Linked DNA regions of Triticum aestivum: region 2 is linked to region 1. The links are chromatin contacts, called in public Hi-C maps. All regions are on one chromosome and are shown on one strand. The core of a region is the stretch at or near the end of the contact, and the rest is flanking DNA. Distances in the headings are between cores, read along the strand shown. Region 1 holds the start of LOC123086242 (probable beta-D-xylosidase 2). Region 2 holds the start of LOC123086246 (myb-related protein MYBAS1).

Region 1 (5,166 bases), core at 1,774-4,273:
TTCCTTTAACTATGAGATTATGCAACTCCTGAATACCGGAGGAACACCTTGTGTGCTATCAAATGTCACAACGTAACTGGGTGATTATAAAGATGCTCTACAAGTGTCTCCGAAGGTGTTTGATGGGTTGGCATAGATCAAGATTAGGATTTGTCACTCCGAGTATCGGAGAGGTATCTCTGGGCCCTCTCGGTAATGCACCTCATAATAAGCCTTGCAAGCAATGTGACTAATGAGTTAGTTGCAGGATGATGCATTACGGAACGAGTAAAGAGACTTACCGGTAGCAAGATTGAACTAGGTATGATGATACCGACGATCGAATCTCGGGCAAGTAACATACCGATGACAAAGGGAATAATGTATGTTGTCATAACGGTTTGACCGATAAAGATCTTCGTAGAATATGTGGGAAACAATATGAGCATCCAAGTTCCTCTATTGGTTATTAACCGGAGAGGTGTCTCGGCCATGTATACATAGTTCTCGAACCCGTAGGGTCCGCACGCTTAAAGTTCGATGATGATTTTGTATATATGAGTTATGTGTTTTGGTGACCGAAGTTTGTTCAGAGTCCCGGATGAGATCACGGACATGATGAGGAGTCTTAAAATGGTCGAGAGGTAAAGATTGATATATTGGAAGGTAGTATTCGGACACAGGAAGGGTTCCAGAGTGTATCGGGTACATACCGGAGTACCGGAGGGGTTATCGGAACCCCCCAGGGAAAGTTAATGGGCCTAATGGGCCATAGTGGAGGAGAGGAGGCAGGCCACGGGAGGTGCCCCCCCTTGCCCAATCCGAATTGGACAAGGGGAGGGGGCGCGGCCCCCCTCTTTCCTTCTCCTTCTCCCTCCTTTCCCCTTTCCCCCTCTCAGTTGGAAGGAAATGGGGGACCGAATCCTAATAGGAACGGAGTCCTAGTAGGACTCCCCCCTCCTGGTGCGCCCCCCCCCCCTTGGGCCGGCCTCCTCCTCCCCTCCTTTATATACGAGGGTGGGGGCACCCCAAAGGCACGACAATTATTCTCTTAGCCATGTGCGGTGCCCCCCTCCACAGTTTACTCCTTCGGTCATAGTGTCGTAGTGCTTAGGCAAATCCCTGCGCGGATCACATCACCATCACCGTCACCACGCCGTTGTGCTGACGGAACTCTCCATCGGCCCTTTGCTGGATCAAGAGTTCGAGGGACGTCATCAAGCTGAACGTGTGCTGAACACGGAGGTGCCGTACATTTGGTACTAAGATCGGTTGGATTGTGAAGACGTTCGACTACATCAACTGCGTTAACCTAACGCTTCCGCTTTCGGTCTATGAGGGTACGTGGGCACACTCTTCCCCTCTCGTTGCTATGCATCTCCTAGATAGATCTTGCGTGATTGTAGGAAATTTTTTGAAATTGCATGCTATGTTTCCCAACAGAATTAGAACACTAAGGGGCTCATTGTGCATTCTGTAAGCAGTGAGTTATCTCTTGATACACATGAAAAGAAACACATAGCAGGAGTAGGGTGTTACACCGGCATCGGTGGCCTAAACGGCTGAACCTAGGTAAACTGCCTACCGTGACTCATGGAGCGACCAGGGTGTTTTAACCCCTAACCGAACAATCTAAGAACTCATATGTAGTTTTGATATCGACGATCACCTGTTGATAAGTGGAGAAACAATAGAAGTTGATCTTTCCCATCACTACCCCGAACAAGATGAAAGTGATCCTATGGCATCTTGTCCATGATAGCCTGCCATCTGGAGTCTTAGCTTCAATGTCATGGACTCGGAGCTTTGTTGTTTTTGTGGCAGGGTCGAGAGTGTTAAGCATGCCCTCCTGTTTTGTCCGCATGCATGGGAAGTGTGGGAGGAAGTGAAGCACACCTTCAACATTAGTCTTGATGGTCTTGCCTTGTCATGGCTCTTCCACTTCCTATCGGGAGCATGCAAACTATCGGCTATGGTGCTAGCTGTCGCGGTCTGGCACATATGGGGGGCACGTAACTCTGTCAGGAACAACAACGAGCCTCTCATCCGCATCACACTTCCCTGAGGATTACTTATGTTGACTTAATTGTGCAACATCTTTATAACTCGTCCCCTGTCCACAATCCTGAGATCCATGCATCAAGCCCTTCTTGGTCTCCTCTGCTGCGAGGCTCCGTTGTTTTTTTCTCTGATGCTACTATATTTGGCGAGCTCGACAGGTATGGTTCTGGCGGCTTCCTTCTTGATCATGGCCGCCAGTGGATGCTTGCTTGTTCTGAGGCTCTCTCGGGCACTATGAATCTCGAGCTGGCAGGAGGCATTGCTCTTTCCCAAGCAGTTGTTTTGGCGCGCGAGGAGAACATCAACTCAGTCATCTTTGCGTCGGATTGCCTTTCCCTGGTGCAACACCTCAATTCTTCAGCCCGTGATTACTCGTGCGTGGGGTTTGTGGTGGCTGGTATCAAATGTGCATCCTCGAGTTTCATATCAAATGTGCATGTTTCTTGGCGGTACAATGTAATGGCTCATATTTTAGCTAAATCATGTATGAACACTAGTGGCCTTTCTGCTTTTAACTCGGATTGTATCCCAGAAACTCTGTGGAATTTTCGGAAGAAAAAAGGAAACTCCGTGTAATCTTTTTTTACGTCAACTATGTGTAATCTTTGTTGCTTAATTATTACGGACGTTCTTAAAAAAATACTCCTTCCGTAAATTAATATAAGAGCGTTTAGAATACTAAAGTAGTGATATAAATGCTCTTATATTAATTTACAGAGGGAGTACTATCCACCACGGTACGTCCACTTTCATCAGCACCCGCACTTACAGTCCACGCGTGACCGTGACGTGAGTGAAAATATCCAACAACAAAAACCAGTTTGCACTCTGTATAACGAACAACAAACAAACAAACAACCCGATGGGTTATCTATCTATCCATGCATCATTTCCGGCCGTGCATGCAGAAGTAGGTTTCAAATTTCGATAATCTGTTAGTTCCCTCCACTCGATCTCGATCTCGAGCTTATATATACACGCTCCACATCCCACCATCATCATCAGCAACACGTACGTAGCGAGCCAACATAGTACAATGGCGTCGTCCGCCATGCACGTATCCATTCTTTCCCTCCTCCTCCTAGCCACCACAGCGAGCATCCCGCATGCCTCTTCTCGAGCCGCCCCCTCCCAGGCGGACGGCGGCGCTACCGGCGGCAAGGCCGTGTACACCAAGGTGTGCGACGCGTCCCGGTTCATGGCGGCCGGGCTGGACATGTCCAAGTACCGGTACTGCAACGCGTCGCTTCCGTACGGCGACCGTGTGCGCGACCTCATCGGCTGGATGACGGTGGAGGAGAAGGTGTCCAACCTCGGCGACTGGGCTGACGGCGCGCCCCGCGTCGGCCTTCCCCCGTACAAGTGGTGGTCGGAGGCGCTACACGGGCTTTCCAGCACCGGCCCCACCACCAAGTTCGACGACCCCAAGAAACCGCGCCTCCACTCCGGCCGCGCCGCCGTCTTCAACGGCACTGTCTTCGCTAACGTCATCAACAGCGCCGCCTCCTTCAACGAGTCCCTCTGGAAGTCCATCGGCCAGGTACGCACGTTACGGTGTCATGCATGTCGTCGGTGCCACGTCTGCTCTTTCCGTTTTCATGGTGCGTGTAACAACAGATCTGGTGGCATGCAATTTGTCTTGGCAGGCGATCTCGACGGAGGCCCGAGCGATGTACAACCTGGGCAAGGGAGGGCTGACGTACTGGAGCCCCAACATCAACGTGGTGCGCGACCCGAGGTGGGGCCGCGCGCTGGAGACGCCCGGCGAGGACCCCTACGTCGTCGGCCGCTACGCCGTCAACTTCGTGCGCGGCATGCAGGACATCCCGGGCCACGAGGTGGCCTCCGACCCCATGTCCCGGCCGCTCAAGACCTCCGCGTGCTGCAAGCATTACGCCGCCTACGACGTGGACGACTGGTACGGCCACACGCGCTTCAAGTTCGACGCCCGCGTCGAGGAGCGCGACATGGTGGAGACCTTCCAGCGCCCGTTCGAGATGTGCGTCCGCCATGGCGACGTCAGCAGCGTCATGTGCTCCTACAACCGCGTCAACGGCATCCCGGCCTGCGCCGACGCGCGCCTCCTCTCCGGCACCATCCGCCGCGACTGGGGCCTCCACGGCTACATCGTCTCCGACTGCGACGCCGTGCGCGTCATGACCGACAACGCCACATGGCTGGGCTACACCGCGGTCGAGTCCACCGCCGCCGTGCTCAAGGCCGGGCTCGACCTCGACTGCGGCGAGAGCTGGATCGTGCAGGACGGCAAGCCCGTCATGGACTTCCTCACCACCTACGGCCTGGAGGCCGTCCAGAAGGGCAAGACACGCGAGTCCGACGTCGACAACGCGCTCACCAACCTCTACATGACGCTCATGAGGCTCGGCTACTTCGACGGCATGCCCAGGTACGAGTCCCTCAACGAGAAGGACATCTGCAGCCACGACCACAGGAGCCTCGCCCTCGACGGGGCCAGACAGGGCATGGTGCTCCTCAAGAACCACGGCGGCCTGCTGCCCCTTGACCCCAAGAAGTTCGGCGCCATCGCCGTCCGCGGCCCACATGCCGAGGCGCCTGAAAAGATCATGGACGGAGACTACACAGGTGATCAGCTCTTCTCTAGCTGCTGTTGTACTACGTACACCTCACATGCCACGACACATCACGTACTCACATGTTACACATTCTCTTGGATGAAATTTGTAAATGCAGGGCCGCCTTGCCGGTACGTGACGCCGCGAGAAGGCATAAGCAAGGACGTGAAGATCTGGCATCACGCAAACTTGACCATCTACTTTGGTGGCATAAACATGCACATCGAGAGGGAGGGCAACGACAGGGAGGATCTCCTCCTGCCCAAGAACCAGACGGAGGAGATCCTCCACATCGCGGCGGTATCGTCTAACCCGATCGTCCTCGTGATCCTGTCCGGCGGCGGCATCGACATCTCCTTCGCGCAGGGCAACCCCAAGATCGGCGCCATCCTCTGGGCCGGTTACCCTGGTGGGGAAGGTGGCATCGCCATTGCTGATGTCATCTTCGGAAGATACAGTCCAGGTAAATAAAGATGCAAAGTTTATTATTCCGATCAAAGTAAATGGATTCTGATTTTCTGACACATCGCTG
Region 2 (5,093 bases), core at 1,723-4,222, 690 kb after region 1:
TCTATATGTTTTGGGTGTTGTTGTCTGGATCGTAGCTGTCAATCCAAGTCGCAGCGGCAGCTAGCGATTCTGCTGTTTCTTGCCCCTAATCTTCTGGTGTACCTGTAGATTCGTTTTTCCAGCAGTGGGACTCCAAGTCATGTGTGCTGGGGACTGGGGGGTAAATTCCCTCTTGAGGAACTTAAGCAGATGAAATGGTGAACTGAGGGATAAGCTATGGGCAGCTGCAAATTTTTTGTATTTGATTTGACTGTCTAATGGTAGAAAACAATACATTGAAGGATTCGAAACTCCTATTTTCTTTCTCAGAAATGACCTAGAGCCTTCTGGTACTAACTAGCAGTGGAGTACTAAGCTTTGCATTATGTACCAATTCCTTTATTGAGCTTTCAGATTGATTGAAAATTGATGCTGTTGACTTTGCATCAAGTATAGTATGAGTATCTGCCCTGGGTGTTTTTACTGTTGGCCACTGGCTGCTCTGAAGGTTTTCCATGCTAATCAGATCTTGCGACCTGTTTGTACTTGTGATTTCCTCTTTGTTCATAATTATTATAAATCACAGGTGAAGTTGAATGCTATGGTGAATATCTGCAGTTCTGCCAGGCCAGCATTTTGCTCCACTTGAAACAATATGAAACTGGTGTCCTTTGTTAATTTTTATTTGTTAAACATAGAAGAAGAATGAGAAGAAATATAACTTCTAAACTCTACCTCCACATCTAAGCTTTCATCTAGTTCTGAATGTTGTGGAGGAACACAGATTAATGATGGTTGTGTCTAGGTGGTCCAAGCACTAGATTCACTCAATCAGAAGAAAATACATACTTATCAGTTGCAAGATAAGATACTACTTTCAGCAAAGTAGACGGCTATAGAAATCTGAAGTGCCAGTCACTTACCACCTCCCTTTATTTACCTTATCACAGTGCTAACTTTCCTATTTGTTAAATGGGTGATCTGCAACTTCCTGCTCATCTTATGCGCCAGTCCCTTACCACCTCCCATTATTTACCTGGCCACAGTGCTAACTTTCCTATTTGTTAAATGGGTAATCTGCGACTTCCTGCTAATCTTATGTGTCGAATACAATCTAGCATTATTTTGTTCTATCAAAGTCTAGTGCTCAACCTTTTTAAGAGAATTGAAGTGATAGACCACTCACTCTGCACTAAGTCTGTCAATTCCACTCAGATCAAATATGCATACAGATGTCTGTACAGCAGCCTCAATTTGTATATTAAAAATATATGTTTTCAGGGTCCGTGTGTTTATTGGAGAAATACTTGTTCTCTTTGACGTTCCTTAGGTTTCAGAAGCCATTTTATCAAGAGCTTTCAATCTCAACATCCTGTAGAAGGAAATGAGAATGTAATAGCAAGAACGGTTTGAAGAAATAATGCTGATTCTGTACCCATTTTCCTCTTCTTTTGTTTGCTCCTTGAGATACGACCATAGAATCTCATGGCACTGTTTGTAGCTTTAGAATCAGGTGGGGGGAGATATTATAATTCCGATAGTGCAATGGTGTACAATGTACATTCGTGTCAATCTAACATTTTCACCAAAATATCATTGGAGATTGACTGCTGTATCATGCATATAAGTTGCTCTTGTATTCCATTCTGTGAAGGGCAAGAGACATAAGCTATTTTACACACTACATAGGCACACACATCATAAGCAGACCTGAAAATCTACAATGTTACAGTAGATTTGTAAATATTTAGATCACCCTCCATACTAATGCAAACATAGCTACTGGCAATTCCGGCAAGCATATATATGTATATGCAGACATAGCTACATAGGTAGTGGAAATCTGTTAAGCATATATATGTATCTTAGTAACCTGACCTCGATCCTGACAGCTTGAACCTTCAATAGCAGGAACGTTCTCCATTACCATAACCAAATTGTGGAGCTAACATCTTGAGATCACCATTGTCCATCTTCCAGACTACCTCAGGAGGGCAGTAGCGATCTCCCATAGGAGATGGCAGCAGAGGACATGGGAGATTGCTGCATGCTTTATCATCAATAGGCAGCATGGCCGGTGCCTCGATCTCCTTCCATATCTGGTCCATAGAATATCCATCCATGACACTCTGGTTGCTCTTAAGTACACTTGAGAAGCAGGTTGTGCCATTATGAGTGCTGCCTCCATCCATCCTGATTATTGGTGCAGTTTCAAGGAGGCAGGATTGGTATGTAAATGATGATGAGGAGGAAGAAGGTGACATGTCTATCTTCCTCTCTTGTGCTTTCTTCCTCATGTGTGTCCTCCAGTAGTTCTTAATCTCATTGTCCGTACGCCCTGGCAGTCTGCGTGCTATTCTAGACCACCTATACATAGAGAGGGTGTTAGTGCGTTTCATCTGTTGTAGATGAAAAAAAGCTGCTTTAGTAAGGTCTTCTTTTGTATCAAACCTGTTACCCCATCGAGCATGGAGCTCAATAATAAGGTGTTCCTCTTGTGGCGACATGCGCCCATGCTTGAGGCCAGGGTGGAGGTAGTTGACCCACCGGAGGCGGCAGCTTTTGCCTGTCCTGTTAAGGCCTACATGGCCATAGATAAGGTGATGTATGAAAATAGTTGGTTAGAGACAATGATATTTGCATGCTGTTTGCATCTTTGTGCCAAGGATTGCAAAAATGGCTACCTAATTTGCAGGTCTCCCACCCCTCAAACCTGAGACTTTGGCAACGAAATCCCAGCGGTGGTCACCGAACAGGCGGACAGTGCATACCAGTTGCAGGTCTTCCTGCTCTGTCCATGGCCCCTTGCGCATCTCATCTTGCACTGTCACCATCTCTAACGTTGTTCGCTTCTACCTTGGATGGGCTGGGAGCCAGCCTTGTTGCTCTTCCTCCTCTGTGTGCTTGTGGGCTCCAGTTTCAGGCTTAGATCCTTGATGAACTCCAGCCTGATGGGAAGAAGGTTGGTAGTAGTGAGAGGAAGCCACTTTGTCTTAGTTGTGCACTGGTTTGATGGCTCTTGCTTCTCATTTATAGGCAGGACAAGAAGGCTCTCGTGAGGCCTCTTTACGTGGTGGGTCTGATTTAGAGAATCATCGATGAGGTTGTCCTCAGATTAAAATTGCCTTCTCATGCCTCTTGCTCTGTGTTACAAATTTTAGAAGGGTATAGTATTACATATACTGGATTTGGACTGCATCTAACTCTTGTTCTTGCCGGTTTACTCTGTGAGTTGACTTAACTCCTTTTGATTAATAGCACACTCATGTTCCCCAAAAAAGTGGAGTAATATGTGCATGTAGGTTTTGGTTAATTATTTTCTGTGTGGGCATATTTTATGGAAATTACTTTTGAAGTGAAGGCAAACACATGCAATTTTGTTAACTGAAATGCAAAATAAATGAAGCAAACAATAAAACGTGGTGTATTTTCATAACTGTTTGTTGAATAAGTGTATGCTTATTTCCTTTTTACTTGATTTGAAATATTTTAGTAGTCATTTTCTCATGGATAGATATCTGTACTTCATTTAAATAATTAGTCCAAAGGCATGACGAGCAGGTATTGTTACGTTTCTCAAAAATAGAAAGAGAAAACATAATTATTCTGGGTTCCATTTTCTATAATTCCATACAATAATTTCATGATCTAAGCTTTAGCATCAATTTCTTTGACAAAACAAACGGCAAGTTTTAAGTCTGAACTGGACTGTTGCCGGTGCATGTTTCTTACATGAACTTTCTTGGGAACATATAATCTTGTACATGCAGATACTGCAGTTTACGCATGCTGATAAGGCCCATTTCAATCTTTTTGTTTCTACATGGTTCTCGTGCATTTACAAATGGATCTTTAGAGATCTTTATGAATCAGAAAAACCCCGATACTGTGTATTTTTTATGGAAGATCCAAAAGTATGTTCTTATTTTGGTTATTTCTTACTACTCCCTCCGTTCCAAATTACTTGTCGCAGAAATGGATGTATCTAGAACTAAATTACATCTAGATACATCCATACCTGCGACAAGTAATTCGGAACGGAGGGAGTAGATAATAAGCTATGAAGCATGCCTGTTGAGAATTGTTTTGCCGCTACTTGCTTTAGGGACATATATTCGTAGACTCACAAGCCACATATGCTAGTCCACGATCTTTACGCAAATCAGGCCACATATGTAGGTTGACATAATCTTCTCTCAATTCTTCTGTATTTTATTTCTCCTGGATGTGAAAAGCATGTTTCCTTTCTGTCAGCCATTATCATTGGCACAGGGGACTTTATCTTTTCCTTTCTTTTCAGCCATTATCCCACGCATAGCAAAATATCTCAGACTATACACAACTCCAATACAAAGTGTATGCGATTGCACGACCTGCCACTCATACGCCATAAGAGCAAGCTTTTGTACATCTATATCGACTACTAGGGTGTGCTTTGTAGTGGATATGCACTATACTGATGCTGTTTCCCTTTTCACTAAATGCTTGGGTATTTCTTTTGGCGGATTTGGTTCATGTAGGTCATACAACATAAGCCATCTGTGCTATATCCAGACACCCTTGTTGATTGAATCTGACCAAAATGTAACTAGATACTGGATCTTGTGTAAGATCCCAATTTCTACTCATTTGCTGACTTCTGTATACTACATCCGCCTTCGTGGAGACAGTAGCTAAGAAAAGTCAAGGCAGGTATGTGGACAGTAGGGTCCTGAGCAGTATTTTATCCTCATGGCCTAACTTCTCCATTGCTATGGAATTAGTTGCTTTTTGTATGTTTCTGGAGGATCCCTCAGCACAAAAAGATAAATACAATTTTTCCATGACCAGGAGCAAGCCAGGAAGGCATGGAAGCAGCACTGATGTGGAGGCCACCAACCTGCCAATCTTGCAGTCCACTTTGTGGCCTCTCTACACCTTTTTTATCTTGGGCATCTTTACTTCTGAAGGCCCCCCCATACACTGCAGTTGTTTTCGCATCCGAGCTCTTCTCGCTTGCTTCTTTATTGGAACACTGATCGGTCATCATCCGTGTGGTGACAATTAGTTCCTGTTCCTATACCCATTGAATGCATCACAAGTCAGGTCCTTTTCTCATATATGTGTATCTCAAA

The links. Hi-C and Micro-C count contacts between places; a contact is called where the count stands out from the background.
Region 2: a Hi-C map of leaf shows a contact between it and region 1, with 5 times the contacts expected there. The contact joins the promoter of LOC123086246 here to the promoter of LOC123086242 in region 1. A contact is called at or near these places in 2 of 5 Hi-C or Micro-C datasets (both in leaf).

The regions. Positions count from the first base shown.
Region 1 is chr4A:439,137,178-439,142,343 of IWGSC CS RefSeq v2.1, forward strand. LOC123086242 (probable beta-D-xylosidase 2) reads left to right here and starts at 3,024. Exons shown (of 4, transcript XM_044507962.1): 1 at 3,024-3,580; 2 at 3,687-4,644; 3 at 4,753-5,097. The coding sequence starts at 3,077.
Region 2 is chr4A:439,823,041-439,828,133 of IWGSC CS RefSeq v2.1, forward strand. LOC123086246 (myb-related protein MYBAS1) reads right to left here and starts at 2,973. Exons shown (of 3, transcript XM_044507964.1): 1 at 2,751-2,973; 2 at 2,431-2,560; 3 at 1,598-2,346. The coding sequence starts at 2,778. The coding sequence ends at 1,881. It overlaps LOC123086248 (a long non-coding RNA gene), which reads left to right. Exons shown (of 4, transcript XR_006440750.1): 2 at 4,810-5,093.